2 separate regions of the Sus scrofa genome follow, and region 1 is linked to region 2. A link is a contact called in public HiChIP or PLAC-seq data. All regions are on one chromosome and are shown on one strand. The core of a region is the stretch at or near the end of the contact, and the rest is flanking DNA. Distances in the headings are between cores, read along the strand shown. Region 1 has its middle 90 kb from the start of RIN2. Region 2 overlaps RIN2 (ras and Rab interactor 2).

The links. HiChIP or PLAC-seq counts read pairs in DNA pulled down with a chosen protein or histone mark.
Region 1: an H3K27ac HiChIP or PLAC-seq map of skeletal muscle shows a contact between it and region 2. The contact joins two enhancer-like sites. A contact is called at or near these places in 1 of 5 promoter capture datasets (fetal liver), 6 of 47 Hi-C or Micro-C datasets (alveolar macrophages, blood, embryonic fibroblasts and 3 more) and 2 of 2 datasets of contacts at active chromatin or transcription factors (alveolar macrophages and skeletal muscle).

What each region holds. Positions count from the first base shown.
Region 1 is chr17:27,848,626-27,854,581 of Sscrofa11.1, reverse strand. No RefSeq gene overlaps it. Among named protein-coding and RNA genes, the nearest start is that of RIN2, 90 kb to the left of the region's middle. Within about 2 kb of position 3,596, at least 1 of the 83 cell types and tissues checked has an H3K27ac peak or open chromatin away from gene starts, as enhancers often do. A contact at or near this core is called in skeletal muscle, where this site is marked.
Region 2 is chr17:28,027,382-28,033,038 of Sscrofa11.1, reverse strand. It overlaps RIN2 (ras and Rab interactor 2), which reads right to left. Exons shown (of 13, transcript XM_021077420.1): 8 at 2,584-3,148; 9 at 1,977-2,548. Among named protein-coding and RNA genes, the nearest start is that of NAA20, 40 kb to the left of the region's middle. Within about 2 kb of position 2,793, at least 58 of the 83 cell types and tissues checked have an H3K27ac peak or open chromatin away from gene starts, as enhancers often do. A contact at or near this core is called in skeletal muscle, where this site is marked.

The DNA of each region.
Region 1 (5,956 bases), core at 2,347-4,846, 180 kb after region 2:
AACACCCTAACCTTTTCAGAATTACCTACGTACCTGCCTGCAGTCATCCTGCTTACAAACAAACAGAAAACAAAGCACAAATATTAGATCAAAGCTCAAGTTTCCTTTGGCCATCACCACTCATGCCTGAAGTCTACAATCTTGGCAGAGGTGGACACTCTCAGAACTTGGGAGGATATTTTTCCAGAACAATTTCTGTGCATTCAAGCATCCAATCTCAATCTCTCTCTCTCTTCCTCTCTTTCATGCGCATTTCTTTTCTAAATAAATGTTTGTGTGTCATCCTGCACTTTGCTTGTTCCATTCTCAGGATGTCTTATGTACAGTCCCCACATCAGTATAAAAAGATGGTCTCATCCTTTTTTTTTTTTTTTTTTTTTGTCTTTTTGCCATTTCTAGGGCCGCTCCCAGGGCATATGGAAGTTCCCAGGCTAGGGGTCTAATCGGAGGTGTAGCCGCCAGCCTACACCCCAGCCACAGCAACTCGGGATCTGAGCCTCGTCAGCAACCTACACCACAGCTCACAGCAATGCCAGATCCTTAACCCGCTGAGCAAAGCCAGGGATTGAACCCGCAACCTCATAGTTCCTAGTCGGATACGTTAACCACTGTGCCACGATGGGAACTCCGGTCTCATCCTTTTTTTACCTCCTTCATTAACATTTCATAGTCTCATGGCTCCATCGCACTGCATAACTAGACCCTGACCTCCTGGCCAGCACCTCCCCTGGTACCCTCCCCAACGGGAGGTCACACACACCCCTCCTTTACTCCCTTGAACCCCATCTCTGGCCTGGAATAGATAGCCTCCCCTCTCCATGTACTTGAGAAGATCCAGCTCTCAAGCCTGGAGGCAACAGCGTCAGCCTTGCATCCCAGTTGAATCTCTCAGCCAAGTTACTTGTTACCTCCTTGGATTCCATCTGTAAAGGGGGGTGTTTGTAACAGCACCTGCCTCAAAGGGTTGTTCAAAGGACCATGTAGAAGGAGCATGGAGAGCATTGGCCTATGGCAGGTGACATAGCAAATGCTCAATAAGCGTTAACGGCCACCTCCACCAATGGCAGTTATCGCCATCATTGTCCTCACCTTTTTGGAGGGGGGGGGTTGTAATTTAAATCCCGCTTTCCTTCCGAACTCAGATTTTCCTCTGAACGCCTATTTCATATTGCAGAGAGGGCTACTGAAAAATCATCCCAAGAAGTTTCTGTCCCATTTACATCCCTTCACAGTGTCTTTTGAGAGTTGCTAACAGATAGATGAGAGGTTGGGTTGATTTACTGCCCACTGTCTCCAGGATGGGCAGCACAGTTGCACAGAGCAAAGGGGGCCAGTGAGCAAAGGAAGGGACAAAAATTCTACTGCTTCCTCCATCACATTGTTTACATTATGATTAAATAAGTATGGACAGGAGTTCCCGTCATGGCTCAGTGGTTAACGAATCTGACTAGGAACCATGACGTTGCGGGTTCGATCCCTGGCCTTGCTCAATGGGTTGAGGATCCAGCATTGCCGTGAGCTGTGGTGTAGGTCGCAGACACAGCTTGGATCCTGCGTTGCTGTGACTCTGGTGTAGGCCAGTGGCTACAGCTCTGATTAGACCCCTAGCCTGGGAACCTCCATGTGCCATGGGAGTGACCCTAGAAAAGGCAAAAAGACAACAATAAATAAATAAATAAATACGGACAAATAAAATAACGGTGTAAATACCCTGTTCTCATTATCTTGTATCATTACACAACAAGCCGCAATTATAAAGTCTGTAAGAACAAGAATGTAAACCAATATGACTAGAAGTAACCAGATTAAATGTAATGTAAGGGATGATGTTGTTTTGCTAAACCCATCCATCCCTTGTCATAGGAATAGAGTGGAGTTGCATCTTCTGGGAGGGGAAGGGCTAATGCAAGAAAATCAGCCAGGAGTCACCCTTAAAGGTAAATTGCTAGGGAGGCTCTCCGGAAGGAGAGGCATCTACTCACAGACTGCAGACTCTGGCGCCCCCTACTGTGCCAACTCTGAGGGGAAGGGCCAGTGGAATTGCTCACACAATTGACATGATTCCTCTCTTCCACCCTCTGCATTCTCTCTTCACGTTGTCTCCACAGGATCCACTGGGAACTTTCATCCATTCGCCCCACTGGACTGCACCTGCCTTTCCCTAGGGCAAAGCATTATCTATGGCCTCAACCCGCCTGCTTCCTCCTCAAACCCTCTGACAATTCCAATTCCAATCTGCAGGACAACTTGGCCCTCCAGGCAAACCAAAGAAACACAAACCAGAGGCAGGACTGAAGTTACCCGGCAAGACTTGGCTACAAGGCTCAACTTTTCATGGGTTCACACCCCCAGCGACATCGTTGAGAAGTTTTAAGCAAGCCCCACACCTCAAATCCATTCCAGCAGAATTTCTGGGGGTGGGACCCATGCAGCCTTAATTTTCAAATCCCATTGGGTGACTCTAAAGTGCAGTGAGGCTTGAGAACCAGTGACCTGTGATTAACGGCTTTCAAGCTCTTTGGACATCTGCCCACAGTAATAAACCCAGTTCCCATCAGGACCCAGGCCCCCTTCCCACATACATACAAAACAGAAACAAACATTTTTCAAAACAATACCTGACTCTTACATCCTGCTATTTTCCATTCACTCGATTGAAATCAATGCCCAACTTCACCCATTAACGAGTCTACTAGGGGAGTTACAGCCACAGTTTCATAAACATTGCCTGAGATGACCGCAGAGTACAGTTAGATGAATTATTAACTATTATCTTTAAAATAAAAACACACTCTGAAAATTCCCGAAGAGATACGTGAAGCCCTGAGAATACATCCATACTTCAGAGATACCTATTTTGAAAATCTTTATTATGCTGTGAATCTTTCATTCAACAAGATAGGAAAAGCCAAATGCCTATGTTCATGCCCTCAGTGTGCCCAGAAGCCTGGGTACGTTATGCTTTGCCCACTGCCCATGATTTCACGTCAATGTTATTCAGCATTTCATCTATTTGAAAGGATTACACTGTGGACTCCCAACTGCAGAGCTTTTACAGCTTAAGTACATTGTTTCAACGGGTGTTGCTCAGGGATGCGGGTCTTTTTCCTTTGCCCGTAATCCGCTGGGCATTACACAGTATGGAGCATGAAGTAGGCATCTGCACTAATACCTGCTGCCTGAGGTTGAGCATTCGGGCATCTATTTCCAACTTGGATGTAACAAAATACACCAGGGAGGTTGCTAAACCTATCTGGCCTTTCAGGAAAGCGGGTTGTTGCCACCAGCAGTATTTCAGTAGTCACTGTGCTTCTAACATTAGACTATAGTTTTAGGTAGCTGGTGCTCTGAACACATGGGCAAAACAGAGTATTAGATGTTGCGGCCAGCACCCAATTTCCACTAATGTTGCTGCAGTGGCACCTCTAAGTGTTGAAGGCAGGTTTTTGAGCATCCAAGGGGAAAAAAACCCACCAAGTAAAAAGCTATTAGTTAACTTCCAAAGAGTTTTAGTGAGGATTTTTTGGCCACCCTCCCAGCATGTGGAAGTTCCTGGGCCAGGGATTGAACCCAAGCCATTAGCAGTGACCCAAGCTGCTAGAGTGGCAATGCCAGATCCTTAACCCACTGTGCCACAAGAGAACTCCCCAAAGGGGTTTTGATTTTGAAAAATACAACCAGCCAAACCCTGACCAATCCACAGAATAGATTTTAACCAAGCTAACAGTGGGCATTTATGATGTTATAAAATCTTATACACAGAAACTTATAACACCAGCATGGAGTTTCCTTTGTGGCTCAGCAGTTAACGAACCCTACAAGGATCCATGAGGATGTGGGTTTGATCCCTCGCCTTGCTCAGTGGGTTACAGATCCGGCGTTTCTGTGAGCTGTGGTGTAGGTTTCAGATGCGGCTCAGATCCTGAGTTGCTATGGCTGCGGCGTAGGCTTGGCCGCTGTAGCGCAGATTCAGCCCCTAGCCTGGGAACCCCCATATGCTGGGGATGTGGCCCTAAAAAGCAAAATCATGATAATAAATAAAATAAAATAAAACAAAACATCAGTAGTATAAAAATTGTGTCTTTATATAAGAAAAATATAGCTGTATGTTAAAAAGAGGAGCAGACTTTCTGAGACTTCCCTTTGAGTCATGGAGAACAGGTGGAATGGCCTGGGAAGCTGACCCAACCTTGCTGTGCTGGTCTCACAGTCTGTGGATACGAGAAGCATTTCCCCAGCAAAGAGTGTCTGTTTTCCATTGGTTACTGCTGTGTTTCTAAGGGAAATGCAAATTCATTTCAAAATTACATTGCTTTCCTAAGCCAAATGGATTTGCTCTAAGGAATATTAAAGTGTTTTCAACCTTGACAATTTTAAACTATCTTAACTTTTTGCTTCGTTTTTGGAGAAAAGCTAAATTTATAAAAGGGGGTCTTGATCAAAACTATTCATTGATTAAATGGGTACTGATTAAGCACCTATTAGATGCAATGCACTGTGGAAAATACGGACTCATTATTCTCATCAGAAGCTTAAAAGCCCTTAAAGATTTTAAACTAAGACCCTCAGGATAAAAGCAATGTTGTACAGGACGTCCTCTTGCTCTATGACAGAAGTTGTTATACACACACACACATATATATACATATACACAATGGAATATTACTCAGCCATTAAAAAGAATGAATGCCATTTGCAGCAACATGGATGGACTGCCAGATTATCCTACCAACTGAAGTACGTCAGAAAGAGCAAGACAAACACAATATGACATCACTCATATGTGGAATCTTAAAAATGATACAAATGAACTTATTTACAAAATAGAAACAGACTCATAGAAAACAAACTTATGGTTACTAAAGGGGAAAGGGTGGGGAGAGGGATAAATTAGACGTTTAGGATTAATGTGCACAAACAACTACATATAAAATAGATAAGCAATAAGGATTTACTGTATAGCATAAGGAACTATATTCAGTATCTTATGATAACCTATAATGGTAAAGAATCTGCAAAAGAATATGTATGTGTATGTATACAATTGGATCACTTTGCTGTATGCCTGAAACTAACATAACAGTGTAAATTTTCTTTAATTTAAAAAGAAAAAAGAAAAAAAATACTACTTGAAACTTTTTTTTTTTTTAAAGGCAGGTTGAAGACAGTAAGCTGACAACAGACATGAGTTAAGTATTAAAGGAAAACACGGTTCCATAACCCTGATAAACTGGGGAAAGTGCAGTTACAAGGGGTAAAACAGGTTTCTCTGTCACAAGATTTCTAGAGTCTCTATGTGAATACCATTGAAAAGGGTTAAAGTATGTTACAGTGTGTCAGTCCCCAATTTTTTTGCCCAAAGACTTTTTGTTAGTGAGGATTAAGCCAGCTGTGAAAGATGGTGCCCTGGAGTATTTTTTTCTCCCTCTCTTTTTCCTGACAATTCTTCCTTCCTCTTCCTTTCTTTAATGGAAGAAGGCATTGCCATCTAGGGGAGAGGGGAGAAAGAGGGGGCTACAAAGGAAAAGGTGCTGCTGTTATCAGAGTAAGACCCTCCATGGCTGGGCTGCCCCCTACAGCAGAAACCAGCCCCGTGGTTCCTCATCACTTGGAATAGGGGGCATCCACATTGAGATGTGCAGAAAACACACACCAGGTTTTGAAGACCTACTACAAAAAAAAAGTAAAATAGGAGTTCCCTTGTGGCTCAGAGGAAACAAATCCGACTAGCAACCACGAGGTTGAGGGTTTGATCCCTGGTTAAGGATCCAGCGTTGCCGTGAGCCGTGGTATAGGTCACAGACAAGGCTCGGATCTGGGGTTGCTGTGGCTCTGGCATAGGCTGGCGGCTTCAGCTCCAACTGGATCCCTAGCCTGGAACCTCCATATGCCATGGATGCAGCCCCTAAAAAGCAAAAAAAAAAAAAAAAAAAAGGTAAAATACCTCATTAACAAT
Region 2 (5,657 bases), core at 1,544-4,043:
AACAACATGGGCTTTGCATCTGACACAAAGAAGTTCAAATGCTTCACGCGCTAGTTCCTGGCTGGGGTGGCCCTGGGACACCAGGCTGCACCTGGCAGAGCCCTGCCTTGCCCTACGGCACACAGGTACCTGTGTCACAGGGCTCAGGCCAGGACCCACTGCAATTGCTTAGATAGGTGGCCTGGTTCAAATTAGGGATGCCCTCGATGTCAGCTTCCCTTCTCCTTATGGCCTTAGATTTTAAACTGAAAGCTGCATCCTTCTTGGAGCAGCAGCAGCTGGCCAAATTTAAATTTGTGTTTGGAGAAAATGAGATCTCCTGCTGCAAGACCAAGAACCCAATGTGAACCTCCATCTCAAAGAAGCTGGCAGGAGAGCTTCCCGGGACTGGTCCTTTGGCCGGATACTCAGAGCAGCAGCGGCGGGGAAGGAAGGGAAGGCCTGGTCCCCAGGGAGGGGCCTAGTCTCCGTGGGCTGGCTGGCGCTGCCCGCTGCATAGCCCAGTGCTGACATCAGCGCCCGCCTCGCTCGCCTGGGTGCCCCCAGAGGAAGCTACTCCTGTAGGTTCAGGCTCTGAGTCAGTCTCTCCTGAGAAGCAGGCTCTGGCGGGGACAAGGACAGAGGCAGTCTGCATGCCTATTCCGTCTTCCTGAGGCTTTTCTATCATTAAGGCTCATCCTGGGGCACATTCTTTCCAGCCTTCAGTTCAGCACCCCAGCCCTAGCCCCGCCCTGCCAGCCCAGGCGCAAGCCCCAGGAAAACAAACACGGCTTTGATTCTTTGCGACAAAATGAAAAAGCTGCTGAAACTCACTTAAAGGAGAGAGAGAGGGAGGGAGGAGGGAGAGGGAGGGAGGAGGGAGAGGGAGGGAGGAGGGAAAGAGAAGGAGCACTTGCTACCAGACACTGTTTACTACTTTTGACAAACAGACCCAATCAGAAAGAAGACATTTGGGTTTTGCTTTATGAACCGCTTGGAAATGTTTGGTAACTCTTTTGGCTGCTGCTGCCCAGTGAATGAAGTTTCTGAAATTAGCCTTTCAGAGTCAACCTTCTGAAATTAAAAAAAAAAAAAAAAAAAAAAAAAAATCCCCTAACACTCTCGCCCTGGAAAAAAGACGGCTTGCCAAATCCAATTTTCCCTTGGCCAAAGTAACGATTAGCAACTCAGCCCTTCAAGGAGGTTATGAAGAAAGAATTTCCCCTTGACTTGGGAGAAAACACCTTTCATGTGACCTCCAAATATGTTACTTATTTAAAAAGAACACAAAAACAAACCTGTCCTTTGGATTTTTTTTTTTTTCCCTTACTGCCAAACAGTGCTTCTTACTGAATTCTAGGACTGGAAGCCAGCAGGGCGGTTACCCTTTGGGGAGAAGGCGGCAGGGCGGGGGTCCCCAGGGGGCTTCTTCTGGACGTGGGTCATGTTCTGCTGAGCTGGCGCTTGTTATACAGTTGTGGTCACTGTGGAAACTCACCCAGCCACACAGCCATGAGCTCTGCCCTCTTCTGAATGTAAAACAGGCACTTTCAACCAAAGCAGCACAAAACACCCGCCGCCTCTTAGAAGGCATTAAAGACACCTTTCTGTGGTTGCAGAGCCTGCAGAGACGCACGTTCAGAAAACACTCAACAGGGGGTCACACACACAGCACAAAATCAGGGGGCAAGCGGACCCTCAGAAGGCAAGCTCCATCCCCAAACAGAGCCGTTCTGCCCTTCCCATCGATTGTTCCCCAAAACATGTCCAAACCTGGCACATAGCAGCCAAGTCAGGCATAATATGACGTCTGCCTCAAGCAGCTGCGATCCCAGTTCAAATCAGCCCGGGGGTAGAGTGCGTTGTTGTTTCAAACACCAGAGAAAACTACCAGACAACTGACATAGGATGCACTGTTTGGCCAGGCTACAGTTTTTTTTGTTTGTTTGTTTGCTTGTTTTAATAATAAAGAAAAAAAAGGCGAGGTGGGTACTTACCTATTTGGTCCTCGGGGATCAGCGACTCAATGGGGGGGTCCAGCTCGGAGCTCTGGGACAAGTAGTTTTTCACCTGGGTCATGAACTGCCGGATGGTCTGCAGCAGGTCTGTGCTGGACACATGGCACTCCTTGTTCTCCTGCAGGAAGCTCACGTAGTCCTGCACCAGGCAGCCGAAGTAGGTGCGCTTGTCCCGGGCCAGCTCGGCGATGCGGCGCACCATGCGCTTCTCCGGGGTCAGGAAGGAGCTGAACACCCCGCTCATCTTGCGCAGCTGGGACTTGACGAGCTTGGGCAGCATGAAGGAGCTGTTCCTCTTCTTCTTGGACTTGATGGGGGGGGCCATGGTCTCCTGGTCGCTCTCCCCGTCGTAGTCCTCCAGGCTGCTGTTGGTGTCCGCCTCGTAGCCAAACAGAGGCATGCTGCGGTCCAGGTCCAGCGAGTCGGAGGAGGAAGTGGAAATGCTCATGTCACTCAGCCTCTGTCTGCCTCCTCGCCACGGGGGCTGGGATGGGGATGCAGAGGCGGCGGCGGCGGCAGCGGCGGCCCGGGCCCTTGTGCAATCCCCGGGGCCTCCTCCTCCTCCACCACCAACAGCACCTCCTCTGCTGCCGGGGCCCCACCTGCGCTGCGGGCCAGGCCCTCAGGCTCCAGGCGAGGCCGGCCGCCGGTCAAGGTCTTTGCGCCGCCCTCCGCCTCCAGAAAAGAAGCCTGCTTCTTGAGCCGGGGTGGAGGGACGGGGGTTGGTCTGGATCCAAGCAGAGCTACGTTCCCATGTGGGTGATGGCTGGCTGTTTCCGGCATGCTCGCCGGGACCGCGCTCCTGGGCAGCTGAGGGCTTGTGTGCAGACTATTAATAGCGGGTGGCGGGGGCCTGGGCGGGGGAGACCGAGGCCTCTCCGTGCCATTCGCGCTGGGAGTCCGGGTGCAGGGCCGCTTCGGGCCTCCGCTGAGGTCCTGGCTGTGCACTTTCAAGAAAAGAGGATTAATAAAGCAGAGGGCTCCGTTGGTCTGGCTGCAGTCCAGCTCCGAAGGCGCCCTGGTTTTGATAGAATGCACTCCATTTATAAGGCAGAGCTGGCGGGAGGCAGGACCAACGCCGTCGGAGGAGAGAGGCCTATGGGGAGGTGGAGGGTTTGGGGGTTTGCTGTCAGCTGGAGAGCTCCAAAAATCTGAAAGTCATTATCAGTGAACACAAGAATGTAAATACAGTGCACTCGGGCTGTTCCTTCACAAAAAAAAAGCACACTTGCAGGGCAATACTCGGCTCTGGAGGGGAGGCGCTACACTGCAGTGTGTTTCTCTCTCTCTTTGCTTTAACTACATTCCTTTACTGGAAAGGGTAGAAACGCTGCCAGGACCAGCTGCGGGCTCTTGGGAAGGCCCTGGAGGCTTTTCACCGTCAAAGCCCAGGGGAGACGGTTCAGCCGCGCACAGAGCTGGCCCAGGCTTCCCCAGGTGAGGCAAAAGGAACTGGGATGATGACAGTGCAAGCTGGGCAAAGGCCACGGGGCTCCCCACTTGCTCCACGAAGACCACATCTGCCCGCAAAGCAGCGGCATCCTTTCTGATCCCCGTCTCCCTGGCTGCCCTCTGCAGAGGGCTCGGCAGTTCCCCCTTAATGGGCAGGACCAGCAGCTGGGCCTGGGGGATGTTACACAATCTGCCTGGGGTTTTACACATTCAGCATTAAAACCCAAAAGGAGGAAAAATACACTCATGGGTCCCATCAGCAAAAAAACAGGACAGCCAGCTTACACGAAGGTTGAGTGCAAGTTTGACCATCTACATTTGTGGTTTGCTGCCCATCCTTCCCAATCCTGCAGCCTCCTGGCCTTGGCTATTCATGCTTGGTTCATCCTTCTCTGGAAGGGGAGGGTGCCCATTGCTTCCTGCAGCTACATTGCCTATATCTCTTGTGCTCCATGCAAACGGAAAGAGGCAGTGATGGGGTCATTTTCATTTGGAACAGGTGATTCTCTCTCCACAGCTTTGCTGTTTTGTGTTTGCTGAAGCTGTTTCTTTCCCAAGGACCCGGAAAGGCTAGTTCTGGGCCTGGGGAGAAGCTGAGGCTGGAGCCCGCTCTGCCCCAGCTGTGCCCTGAATGCCTGGCAGTGCCTCTTCAGTCGCCACTTTCTCTTGTCTTCCTCCCCTCTTGTTCTTTGCTGTCCAACAGGACAGCCAACAGTCACCTGCGGCCAGTGAGCGCTAGAAATCTTGCTTGTGCAATGGAGGGACTCAATTTTCCATATTATTTCATGGAAATCAACTTAAAGGTCAAAACTGACACTCAATTCAGTTACTGGGAAGCATCAGTTTGTTTGGAACCTGGGTATGTGAGTACTTTTTTTTTTTTTTTTTTTTTTTGTCTTTTTAGGGCTGCACCCTCAGCATATGGAAGTTCCCAGGCTAGGGGTTGAATTGGAGCTGCAGCTGCTGGCCTTCACCACAGCCGCACGAGATCCTGAACTCACTGAGTGAGGCCCCGGATCGAACCTGCACCCTCATGGATACTAGTCGGGTTCATAACCTGCTGAGCCACAATGAGAATGCCAGGTTGGCCACTTTTGCAACTGCAAATCTGAGGAAATCTAAATAGAGATCCATGCATTTCCCCCTAAAACTTAGTGCCTGAACAGAGGTGTGCTGTAAGGACAAAAGCCATGCTGGATTTCAAACACTCAGTGTGAAAAAAGGAAGGTAAAATGTTTTATTACTACTTTAAAAACATGGATGATGTATTGCAATAACATTTCAGATACCATACTAAAAGATGAAATAATAAAAAATGAATTCCCCCTTGAATTTTCCTTAACGTACTTACTAGAAAATTGAAAAGTACACACTGGCTTGCCTTTTTCGTATTTCTCTTGGCCTGGGTAGAACCGCTCTCACCTCCTCAGTGCCCCCCCCTTAGCCTCCTGGTGTGTTGAGCTGTAGGCCTTTATAAAGCTTAGCACACCTGGCTCCCAGGTACAGTCTCCCATACAGACTGTACACCTGGGAAGCGGGGGAGGGGAGGGACCCTTGGTTGTAGGGCGTGGTGCCTGCCACAGAGTGGACCCTCCAGAACTGCTTGCTGGATGAACAAATAAATGAGGCACAGAATTTTAAGAAGCACTGTCTCTTCACAAAATGGATAAAGTGCATGTTGACAATTAACAAGCTGAATATACACTAATGAGAGCTTGGTTGTCTCTGGAGAGTGGCCACCAGAGTGGATTCCTTTTGCTTGCCCTTCACAGGGACATCAAGTACCATCCCTGTTACCTGGGTCCTCGGGCCCCTGGCAGGATGTACACACAGCAGGCCGACCACGGAGCCAGGAGGCCACCAAAGGTCATGGGGACCCAGGGCATGTCTTTAGGAGGTCAACAACCCAGTGGATTATATTACCTTCAACTCAGGAAATGCTCTAAATTCTCTCCAAAGGTGCATAAAGCTTGGTGGCAGAGATGGCAGTGGGGACATTGCAAGGCCCTGATAGCTTTACCAGGATTCTGTTTCCCAGTCCTACAACCCAATGGCCCATCAGACAGGCCTCACTCAACACAGATGCATCCAAATTTCAGAGCTGACTGTGAATATACCTCCAGGCTTCCCTACAAAATTTTATGGGCTCCCTTGGCAACAGCACCTGTTTCAAAACAAGTTCCTCAGATTGAGAGGAAATCTTGCCAA